Linked DNA regions of Bos taurus: regions 2 and 3 are each linked to region 1. A link is a contact called in public Hi-C data. All regions are on one chromosome and are shown on one strand. Each heading gives the region's core, a stretch centred on a gene start, on an enhancer-like site or on the middle of the called end of the contact. The rest is flanking DNA. Distances are from core to core; before and after follow the strand shown.

Region 1 (3,404 bases), core at 539-3,038:
CTTACTTGAACCAGTGGTTCTCAAACTGCTTTCCAGAGTAGCTGCGTCCGCATTACCCAGAACTTTCAGAAATGCAGATTCTCAGGCCTCACCCTGACCTATGGTATCAGAAATGCTGGGTGTGGGGCCTACCATCTGTGTCTTAATAAGTCCTTTGTTTGCCTCTGCTGACATTCCAGTTCAGGGACCAGGGCACTGGACCACACTGCCCTCTTCTTATCCTATTTCACTTCTCTGCTAACTGGACAGAGTTAGGGGTCTTCTTTTGAAGCTTTCTTTTCTTCCAAAAGTTCCAAACCACTGTATCTTGATTCCCTTTCATTAGCCTGCTTACTAAAACATTGGTTAGTTTTACCAAAGTCTCCCAAATCTCACCAACTCCACTGCATATTCCCCAGGACTTTCTCCTGATGTAATTTCCATGTTGACCAAAGGAGTCAGTGCCCAGCCATGTACCTGAGTGAAGATCTCTAGGAGACGTGGCTCTCTAACACCTGGTGCATGCTAAGTCACTTCAGTCGTGTCTGACTCTGTGTGACCCTATGGACTGCAGCCCGCCAGGCTCCTCTGTCCATGGGATTCTCCAGGCAAGAATACTGGAGTGGGTTGCCATGCCCTCCTCCAGAGAATCTCCCCGATCCAAGGATCGAACTTGGGTCTCTTACGTCTCCTCTGTTGGCAGGTGGGTTCTTTATCATTGGCACCACCTGGGGAGCCCCCAACTCCTACATTTAAGTGTCGAAACCAAATTGCATCAATGTTTATCTCTATAATGTTCTCAAAGCTGTCTGTCGCCTATCTCTATTCTCAGGCTCACTCCCGAACAGTATAGGCTGGAATATGACAACAGCTTTCCTGCCTGGAGCGCTCTGCTTTTCAACACCCTCCTAAACATTTCCAGCTATCCTTCTAAAGAGTAGGTATGAGCATGTCATTCCTATCCCAAATTTTTAAAAATGCCCCAAATTTAAAAAACAAAAAACTCAACTTTGACAGTTTCCCTTTACCTAAAGGCTGAAGTTTATCATCCCATTCTGAGCATGGAAACATGGCAATTAAGACAACCCAGCCTTCTGTCTCCTCTCCCACCACAACTTTTCTAGCTGCATAAACTTTCTTCCTTCCCTACATGTAGGCAAGACTAACCACGTTTCCATTCTGCAGCCTAGTCTAATACTGTACTCTCTGCCTGAAATACCCAACTATGTCTCCTTGTCACTTATGGGACTTCCCTATAGCTCAGATGGTAAAGAATCCGCCTGCAATGCAGAAGACCCAGGTTCAATCCCTGGGTTGGGAACATCCCCTGGAGAAGAAATGGCAACCCACTCCAGTATTCTTGCCTGGAGAATCCCATGGACAGAGGGGCCTCACGGGCTACAGTCCAAGGGGTTGCATAGAGTCGGACATGATTAAGCGCCTGACACACAAAGGTGACACTAACTAGAGTGGGTAAAATGAATGAGATATCTCGAGTATAACATCCAAAGAGGGCAACGTCTACTCAGGACTTGAAAATTGCTGCCATACAAAGACTGCCATTAAAGAAAAGCCAGACATTCAGGTTTTGATGTGAAATTTTAAAATTGAGAAAACATTAAAAAAAATTTTTTTTAAACCCTGTCCTGTGTACCACTGTGTGTTCACCAAACAAAACACATCTGTAGGCTGTCAGTGTAGACTTTGGTATTAGTTCTGTTAGGCCCAGGGATTCAAAGGTGACCAAGACAGGGCCTCTGACCTGAGTGGCTAATCTCTGGGGCTCAGCTCAAACACTAGCCCGGGCAGGAGCAAACAAGTCCTCCACTCTGCTCTCATAACACTGTGTTTACATGGCACCTGCCACAGTATACCCTTACAGCTGATTGTTTGCTTACTCCCTGAATCATCAGACCCTAGAGGAGCAGGGCTGTCATCTTCGTCCTCGTAATGGCAGCACTGGCATCACTGTGCCAGTACTGGGTACTCGATTATAACTCTATTGAGAGATGTCTGTATGTCAACTTGTATCAACCTGATTCCAAATGTTTAAGCTACTTTGTATTTTTCCCCTCCCTAAATTGATATTCTGATCTGATTAGGCACCGCCTTGTTAAATATGATCTCATTAATGAACCTGTCTCAGAAAAAGCAAACTTAAATATGGTTTGAGTCATACTTCAGTTGTGTGTTATAATCCTAATATTTTCTCTACAGAGGTTTTTTTATAAGATGGTGATCCAAACAAGGGCTGTTTAGAGAAATCCTTGATAAATTCAAGAGACTGCTTGAGTCTACAAGCAAATCTTTTTACTTTGGAAAATAAGAAAAAAAAATGAGTTCATTTGTTCCATTTGCTAATTTCAGGGTGCAACTTTTTTTCCATTTAACAAAAGCACAAAAAAGTCAGTTTTAATTTTTGTTAGTTATATAATTCCTAGTTATGCTATCCAAACATGTTCACAAAGCTAACTTAAGCTAGGCATTGCCAGACTTGGAGGATGTCAATCATTTTCAGTGAACCAAAACACCAAGTATCAGACTTAATAGGGAACTGCTTGACCATCATTGTTATTTCACTCTCAGCTGATCTAATTTTTAGACACAAACCCAGTCCAAATATATGCATGTGCCCTAGATAGCTGCCATCTGTAAAGTTTATAAACATCAATCCCGCTGAAAAAGAAACATGTTTTTGTAGTTACTTAGGTGTTGTCAAAATGAAGGAGGGTAAAAAGATTTTATGTCTTTCTATTTGTATAACCAGCAAGTTAGACGGAGAAGGCAATGGCAACCCACTCCAGTGTTCTTTCCTGGAGAATCCCAGGGACGGGGGAGCCTGGTGGGCTGCTGTCTATGGGGTCGCACAGAGTCAGATACAACTGAAGCGACTTAGCAGCAGCAGCCAGTTAGAAGCCCGGCCATATTTAAGGTGTTAAAAAAGTTTAACACAATCTTTACCACTTTGATCTAACACTCTGCATGATGTTTTGTGCATATGAATTCACTTCTGTGTGGATGCTTGATTCCTGGATGTTGAAACTCCACGCCTTGTGTTCACTAGGACACGTGTGTGCTGTAACCCAACCGTGAGGCTTACCTGCAGGCTGTTGAAAATGACGAACAGAACCAACATCCAGAAGAGTCTGTAAGCCATGTGCAGGCCTCCCCAAAGCCATGTCATCGAAATCAGGGCAAAGAGATACAAAACCAGTGGAATTTCTAGACACCATAAAAGAAAAAGAATTTTTGAACTTGAGAATACTCCATAATCATACATATACACAAAATTATTTTTAGCTCCTTCTTGGAGATACCCCCTGTGCCCAAGTACCTGTTTTGCAAGAACAACCTTGGAAATCCCATTCTTAGGGATTCCAGAGAAGAGGAGGGAACATTGCTGAGTCTACATTCCTTCTGCTCTC
Region 2 (3,404 bases), core at 599-3,098, 250 kb before region 1:
TAGATATATAGTTTGACCTTACTGCTAAGCTAACACAAATTCACCACTTTCACCACTAGGTGGCAAGAAAAACCCAAATAGCACCAGTTATCAAGGGCAGTACAAGATCCCAAGTATTTGAACAGCTAGAAAAGCCACCAGGTGTCATCCAAGAGGGAAAAAAGACTATTCCCACTCACCACCACTGAAATACACCAATTCACAGTTTTAAGCAAAACCATCTAAGCTCCATCAGAGATAAATGTCCAGCCCATTAACTGTCAAAATAGTTTGCATATTTATATTCCATGTAAGCAATTTATATAATGCTCTTGACTCCAAAATACTGCCTTTCAACTAAAGGCAACAAATAATACTTAGTTTCTGGATTTAAAAAAAAAAAACAGCAAGACCAATGAGCTCAATGGGTCATGATTTAGAACTTCATCCTATCTGAATACACTGCACAAAATAATGTAAAGCAGTTTACACACAGTCGAAAATCTTCCAAAGAATATTTGGTTATGTATACATAATTTGAGATTCATATTCTTTTCTCCCCATTTCTCTCTTACAGGTAATTTCATTGATTCCATACAATCTAGATGATTTTATGCTGTTAAGCCTTGCTTCCCAGTGTGATACAGGAAAGCACTCCAATTTGTTAGCAAAACATTCTCAATAAAGAGACAAATGTACTTGTCCTTAAGATAGATGTATTATGTGAATTATTATGTTGAACTGTCCAAAGCTGAAAATCAAAATTAAACCTTCACAGAATTAAGTCCTAGTTATATAACAAATCATTCTTTTTTAAAAACCATCCTCTGGGCTTCACTAACTTCTAACAATGATTTTTCAATGCTGCTGTAAACATTATGTCAGCTAAAACACTATGTCATGCTGCTTTTATAAGGTGGTACATTTTTAGGCCAAATCCTATTCTTAACCCTCTGGACACAGGAGTTACAATCATGTCATACCCTGCAAATCTAGCTGTAGGTGGTGTCTCAAAAAAAGGATGGCTTCTTCCTTCAAGGAAGTGGTCAAACCTTTTTTCCCCTGGTGTCATCAAGCAAACATCTTGGTTGTTTTTCATTGCTATCGAATTAAGAGATGGAAGAGAAAGCAGTGGAGGAGAAAGCAAAATATAATGATTAAATTATAGATGCTTCTTTTCCTTGCTCCTTATTGCAATCTCTTAAGGTCTCGACTGGGTCATTTCCACCCTGCCTACAAGGCACTGGTCTTAAAAAAAAAAAAAAACCCAAGCCAAGAATGCTCTTGTCTACTGAACATTATCTCTTCTCTGGTTTTTATTACATTTTCTTTTGAAATTCGTTAAGATTATGCTCAGCGACCAGCCCTTGCCCAACCGGTTTCTCCCCTTCCCCCATCTCTCTACACACATCACTTTTTCCTCCTCCCATCCAGGCAAGTGGGCAAAACCCTGCAGGGCCGGGAACGCACGCTTCGGGCCGGTCACTCAGCAGTTTTATCCTTACTGGCCTTGGCAAACAGCTCCCCCCCAAAACCTTGTTCCCCGGTGGCCCCCTCGGCCATCATCTTTCTACTAGAGTGTGCTCAATTAGGGACTCCGGCTAGCACATCGAGAGTTTACGGTAGCCTGCCTACCAATAGGAGGCCACAATGCAGAGAAGTCTGGTTCAGCCTCCCGGCAGCCCCAGTGTCGTCCTCCCGTGGCTTTCACCTACTGTACCCGCGAGCGAGCAAACGAGCCAGGGAGCGAGCCGGGCGCGGGAGGGGGCGCGCTGGGAGGGCCGACAGCAGCCGCGGCGTGCGCATGCGCACCGGGGTTGTTTTTCACAAAGCTCCTCTTAAAGTGAGCTGGCAGCTTCCAGCCGCCCGTCTTTGTAAGGAGACCACTGAGACTCGCAGAAGCGCGGAGCAGCCAGCAGCCTCTGTGCTGCCCCGACTTTTTAAGAAATCTCAATGAACTATTTGTAAAGAAGCGCTGATCTGCCTGCAAGCTTTTTGCACGGCAAAGACATCGATCAGTGTTAAGTGAGGATCACATCATATATGTGATCTTGACTTTTTTGTCTTACATTATATTTTTTATAGATTTTGTTATAAACATGGTGCTGGGAAAGGTAAAGAGTTTGACAATAAGCTTTGACTGTCTTAATGACAGCAATGTCCCTGTGTATTCTAGTGGGGATACAGTCTCAGGAAGGGTGAATTTAGAAGTTACGGGGGAAATCAGAGTAAAATCTCTTAAAATTCATGCAAGAGGACATGCGAAAGTACGCTGGACCGAATCGAGAAACGCCGGCTCCAATACTGCCTACACACAGAATTACACTGAAGAAGTAGAATATTTCAACCATAAAGACATCTTAATTGGACACGAAAGAGGTAAGTTGTTTTTTGTTTTTTTTTTTTTAACATTGGTAAGAAATTATTAGACCTTTCTTTGCAAAGTACCTTTTCAATTTTTCTGAGTTAATGTAATCCTGCTCCTAGCATAACATATAGCAGTTTGATAAAGGTTAGCAAAGTTAGAAGATTTGGATTCTCCTTGACATTCATCGTGTGTTAAGCCGTAACGCATGCAGGCATCTGCAAAGTGACTGCAAACTGCACTTATTCAACTACCTCTATACCCGGCTTGGTTTGTGCCATACGCATTTGGAATCCATTTCAACCTTACATATAAATTATGCTTAAAACCGATTCAGTAATTTTACTTTTATATTTTCAAATGAATTGCTAAAGGCTGCAGTCCAATATTAGATTTTTCCCTTATACGCTGCAACCTGACATCTTAAAAACTAAGCTTCAATGAATAACACTTTAAAGTGGGTTAATAGGTGTATTTCATTTTTTAATATTGACACGCAAAAGACTTTTAGAGAATTGACCGTAGTTCTTTGATAAAGGGTTTCTGTGGCTTATTTTGACATATGGTATCAACACCCCACGTGTTTTTTCCCTATTCTTTCCAATTCCTTCAGAAATTTACATCAGGCGTTCTCTGTTTTAAAGGACAGCACCAATCATGACGATGTGTTAAAAATCAGTTTTAGAAGCCATTTAGGGTCAGAAATTTTCTTTTCCGAGCATCATGCCGAACTTTGGAACGTGGATTCAATGAAACCCCTGCCAGTCAAATGGAATTGAAAAGTATTCGGCTCATTGGATTTGATTTTTGGTTAGAAAAGGAAGATAAAGGGTTGTCAAAGGGAAAGGGGGTCCTGAGATTTCCAATCTATTGTTTAAATGGTTACATTGTGGAAATATAGGAGACTCTAAGCTTGTTTTTCTAAGTTTCCACCCTTTGTTAGAAGCGGTTCAATCCTGTTTCGGACCAGTTCTGGGGGGTGGTGAGGAGGGGCGCTTGTTCTGCTCTCAGCAGATTGGTTACACGCGTCAGGTGGTGGCGATGACTTAATTCCTAGCCC
Region 3 (3,404 bases), core at 561-3,060, 220 kb after region 1:
GACCTCTCAAAACATCACAGAATGAATGAGAAAACTGTACACATCACTGACAGTGAACTTTTGCTAAATTCCAGAGGACAGTCCTCTGAATTTTAAGGTGATTTCCTGGGCCCTTCTTAAGGAGAAGGCCTATGCAAGCTAAAACTCCTAGACATCAAGCGGCTACCAATAATTCAAATCAAATTTTCAGATATGTGGCATCATCTGAATTCAGAGAGTATTTTTATACACATTTTTTTCTAGACTAATTAGCTTTTCAGCTTCAGAAAAATGTGCTTAAGCTGTGTGTGTGTGTGTGTGTGTGTGCACATGCGTACTCAGTTGCATCCGATTCTTTGCGACTCCCTGGACTGTAGCCTGACACAGTCCTCTGTCCATGGAAATTTCCAGGCAAGAATATTGAACTGGGTTGCCATTTCCTACTCCAGAGGATCTTCCTGATCCAGAGATCGAACCCACGTCTCTTGCATTGGCAGGCAGATTCTTTACCACCACGCCACTTGGGAAACTCCCATGCTTAGGCCATGCAAACAAACAAAAACAAATAATCAGGGGGGGGAAAAAACTCAAACATTTTGCCCCAGTTAAGTTTATTAATCACAGTAAATGCAGTTCTATCTTATCGCATGTTTTCTATGAGGAAACTTCTGTTCTTTTTTTAGATTTGGAGAACTGCTTTTCCTGACAGAACCCCCAGAACTGAGAACCCTGAACTGCAAACCTGTCCTTTGTCCTAGCTGTTTACCAGCCTTATCAGGGCACACGTGGGTTGGCAATGTGATTCTAAGATAAAAATTTCAAAGATATAATTAGATGTTTTTCCGAGAAATAGCACCCAGTGCCATGAAAATGTGTTTGCTCTCTTCTCCTTCAAGCTTGAAGATAATGGTCTCACGATTTCTCGTCCTTCTTTCAGATGAACGAGAAACATTAACTCGGCACTGAAGGAAAAGCACATACTTTAAAAGTAAACAATAAGGAAAACTCAGACTGGATCTCAAAGCTTCCCTGACACTTCAATAAACAGTTTCCTGTAGCAACTCACTTCTCAAAGCTTATAACAACATAAATATAACGAAAATAATGTTATGCCCCTGAATTTAACTATAAATGGTAAGTGATAGAAAGATATAGTCTACTTACTGAAAAGTAAGTAGAGAAGAAAGTATTGGTTGCTCAGTCATGTCCGACTTTGTGTGACCCCATGGACTGTAGCCTGCCAGGCCCCTTCGCCATGGGATTCTCCAGGCAAGAATACTGGAGTGGGTTGCCAAGACCTTCTCCAGGGGATCTTCCTGACCCAGGGATCAAACCCAAGTCTCCTGGGCTGCAGGCAGATTCTTTACCGTCTGAGCCACCAAGGAGGCCAGGGAAGTCCAAGTTAGTGATGCATAAGCTTTGTCACAGTACCTTTCAGACTCATTAGCTCAATTCTGAACAAAGGAGATAAAAGATGAGAGCTAGAAAATTACAAATGCCTATTTTCTAAGCTGCAGTAGAATACTCTTTAGCCCAGTGAAAGAAGTGCTGAGAAAAAAAATCTCAAGTTTTCTACTGAACTCCATCTTTCAGTTCAGTTAGGTATGCTCGGTCATGTCCGACTCCTTGTGACCCCACGGACTGTAGGTAACCCACCAGGCTCCTCTGTCCATGGAATTTTCTAGTCAAGAATATCAGACTGGGTTGCCATTTCCTACTCCAAGGAGATCTTCCAGACCCAGGGATCAAACTCACATCTTCTGAATCTCCTACGCTGGCAGGCAGATTCAAATTCCATCTTTGCTAGAGACCAAAAACCAGTTTTGGGAGGAAAAGAAAAATCGTCTACTGCCACCTGCTGGTAATTTATAGTCAGTGGTTCTCAAAGATGCTTGAATGGCATAAATTCCAGGTTAAAGCAGAATCTTTTGCCTTGTAAAGCAAAACTATTAGATACAATATATATTTCTAGATCTGATATTTCTAGAAGCAGAGACAGACTCACATTCTCCTCCTGCTGACTGACTCCCTCACTGACACACTGTCCTGAGAGGAAGTCAGAGGCCATGACATTTCCATTCTGCCCTTTCGCACAAAAGTCATTCAACTTAGGCCAGAAGTAAAGACTAAAACCAAACGGTCTTGGAGACCTGCCTGCAAAAGATTCACAACTCAAACTCTTGAGGCCATCTAGAGAAATTTTATTCTTTTAGCCAAAGAACCACAGGTCAAACTGTATTTTTTTAAGACTTCTCTGCTGCTGCTGCTGCAGCTAAGTCGCTTCAGTCGTGTCCGACTCTGTGCGACCCCATGGACTGCAGCCTACCAGGCTTCTCCGTCCATGGGATTCTCCAGGCAAGAACACTGGAGTGGGTTGCCATTTCCTTCTCCATTAAGACTTCTCTACAAGAATATGAACCTTAAGTTGACAGAAGATCCAAATGAGAGATCTAAGAAAGGACCTGGACCCCTCTACCCCCCTGCAACTGGCAAGATTCTATAACTACAGATATAAACATGATTTTAAAATCCATAAAAGAAAAGGCAGGCCCAAGTTCCTACAGTCAGTTCCATTTCTATTTTTGGAGAATCTAAGGAATTTTCAAAGGCTTAGCTAAAAGGTGTTAAGGGAGAAAATTATTCTCTTTATTTTAGAGAGTATATTTAAAAATCAAAGTAGATGGGTAAAACATTTTGAGGAAAGAGAACTTTCTATCAAAAACCTATCAACAATCCTCCTGCCAAAAATAAACTACGGACATTATTTTTTAGTTATTCCATGTCACAAGTCAAACAGTGTGGGGTTTTCATGCCACACTGTTTTATCTCTTCTAAAAATATGGTGAAAAACATGGATTTGACTAACCACTTTCTCCAAAATTAACGTTAAGTGCAATGTGAATCAGAAGGCAACATCCCAAGATATAAATCCTGAGTCTTCTTTTTCACATCCCTAGACATGAGCAAATTTGTCTGCTAGGACACTGAAGACTTGTCTGTAATTCTATGGTTCTATAATTAAGACTTGTACAAACTCTGCTGCCAAAAAATCACCAGAGTGGGTGGTGAATACAGCCAAGTAAACGCTAATTATGGAAGGCGGGTTTTCTAAGATCTTAAATACAAGAAGCAAAGGCAAGATCAGACAGCTAAGATAGTTACCAAGGCAATATAAATAGCCTCGTCAAACTCAATGGAAGCCCCTCTTTGGTAACAGCTGTTACCTCTCATAGTTCATAGGTACTTTAAAAGCACAATCTGGGATCTTCTACTTAGAATTCAGCAGTTAATTGTCCCCTAGAAAAAGAGTGTTATGAAATTTGCTCATGTCATTTTCACTCCTGGGAGTAAAAAGGCAAGAGAAAGCCAGTGTTCCAAATAATTTTCCATTTTATGTTTCAGCCCCTCTTCTAATAATATTTTCA

Evidence for each region. A called contact is a pair of places that touch in the nucleus more often than the background predicts.
Region 2: a contact with region 1 is called in a Hi-C map of liver, with 2.3 times the contacts expected there. The contact joins the promoter of ARRDC3 here to the enhancer-like site in region 1. A contact is called at or near these places in 5 of 11 Hi-C or Micro-C datasets (liver, skeletal muscle, skin fibroblasts and 1 more).
Region 3: a contact with region 1 is called in a Hi-C map of liver, with 4 times the contacts expected there. The contact joins two enhancer-like sites. A contact is called at or near these places in 2 of 11 Hi-C or Micro-C datasets (liver and skeletal muscle).

What each region holds. Positions count from the first base shown.
Region 1 is chr7:90,598,490-90,601,893 of ARS-UCD2.0, reverse strand. ADGRV1 (adhesion G protein-coupled receptor V1) reads right to left here. Exons shown (of 90, transcript XM_010807603.4): 87 at 3,080-3,201. Among named protein-coding and RNA genes, the nearest start is that of MIR2464, 210 kb to the right of the region's middle. Within about 2 kb of position 1,788, at least 6 of the 102 cell types and tissues checked have an H3K27ac peak or open chromatin away from gene starts, as enhancers often do. A contact at or near this core is called in liver, where this site is marked.
Region 2 is chr7:90,852,064-90,855,467 of ARS-UCD2.0, reverse strand. ARRDC3 (arrestin domain containing 3) reads left to right here and starts at 1,848. Exons shown (of 8, transcript NM_001076257.2): 1 at 1,848-2,358. The coding sequence starts at 2,079.
Region 3 is chr7:90,377,042-90,380,445 of ARS-UCD2.0, reverse strand. All of the region lies in intron 83 of ADGRV1 (adhesion G protein-coupled receptor V1), which reads right to left. Among named protein-coding and RNA genes, the nearest start is that of MIR2464, 13 kb to the left of the region's middle. Within about 2 kb of position 1,810, at least 4 of the 102 cell types and tissues checked have an H3K27ac peak or open chromatin away from gene starts, as enhancers often do. A contact at or near this core is called in liver, where this site is marked.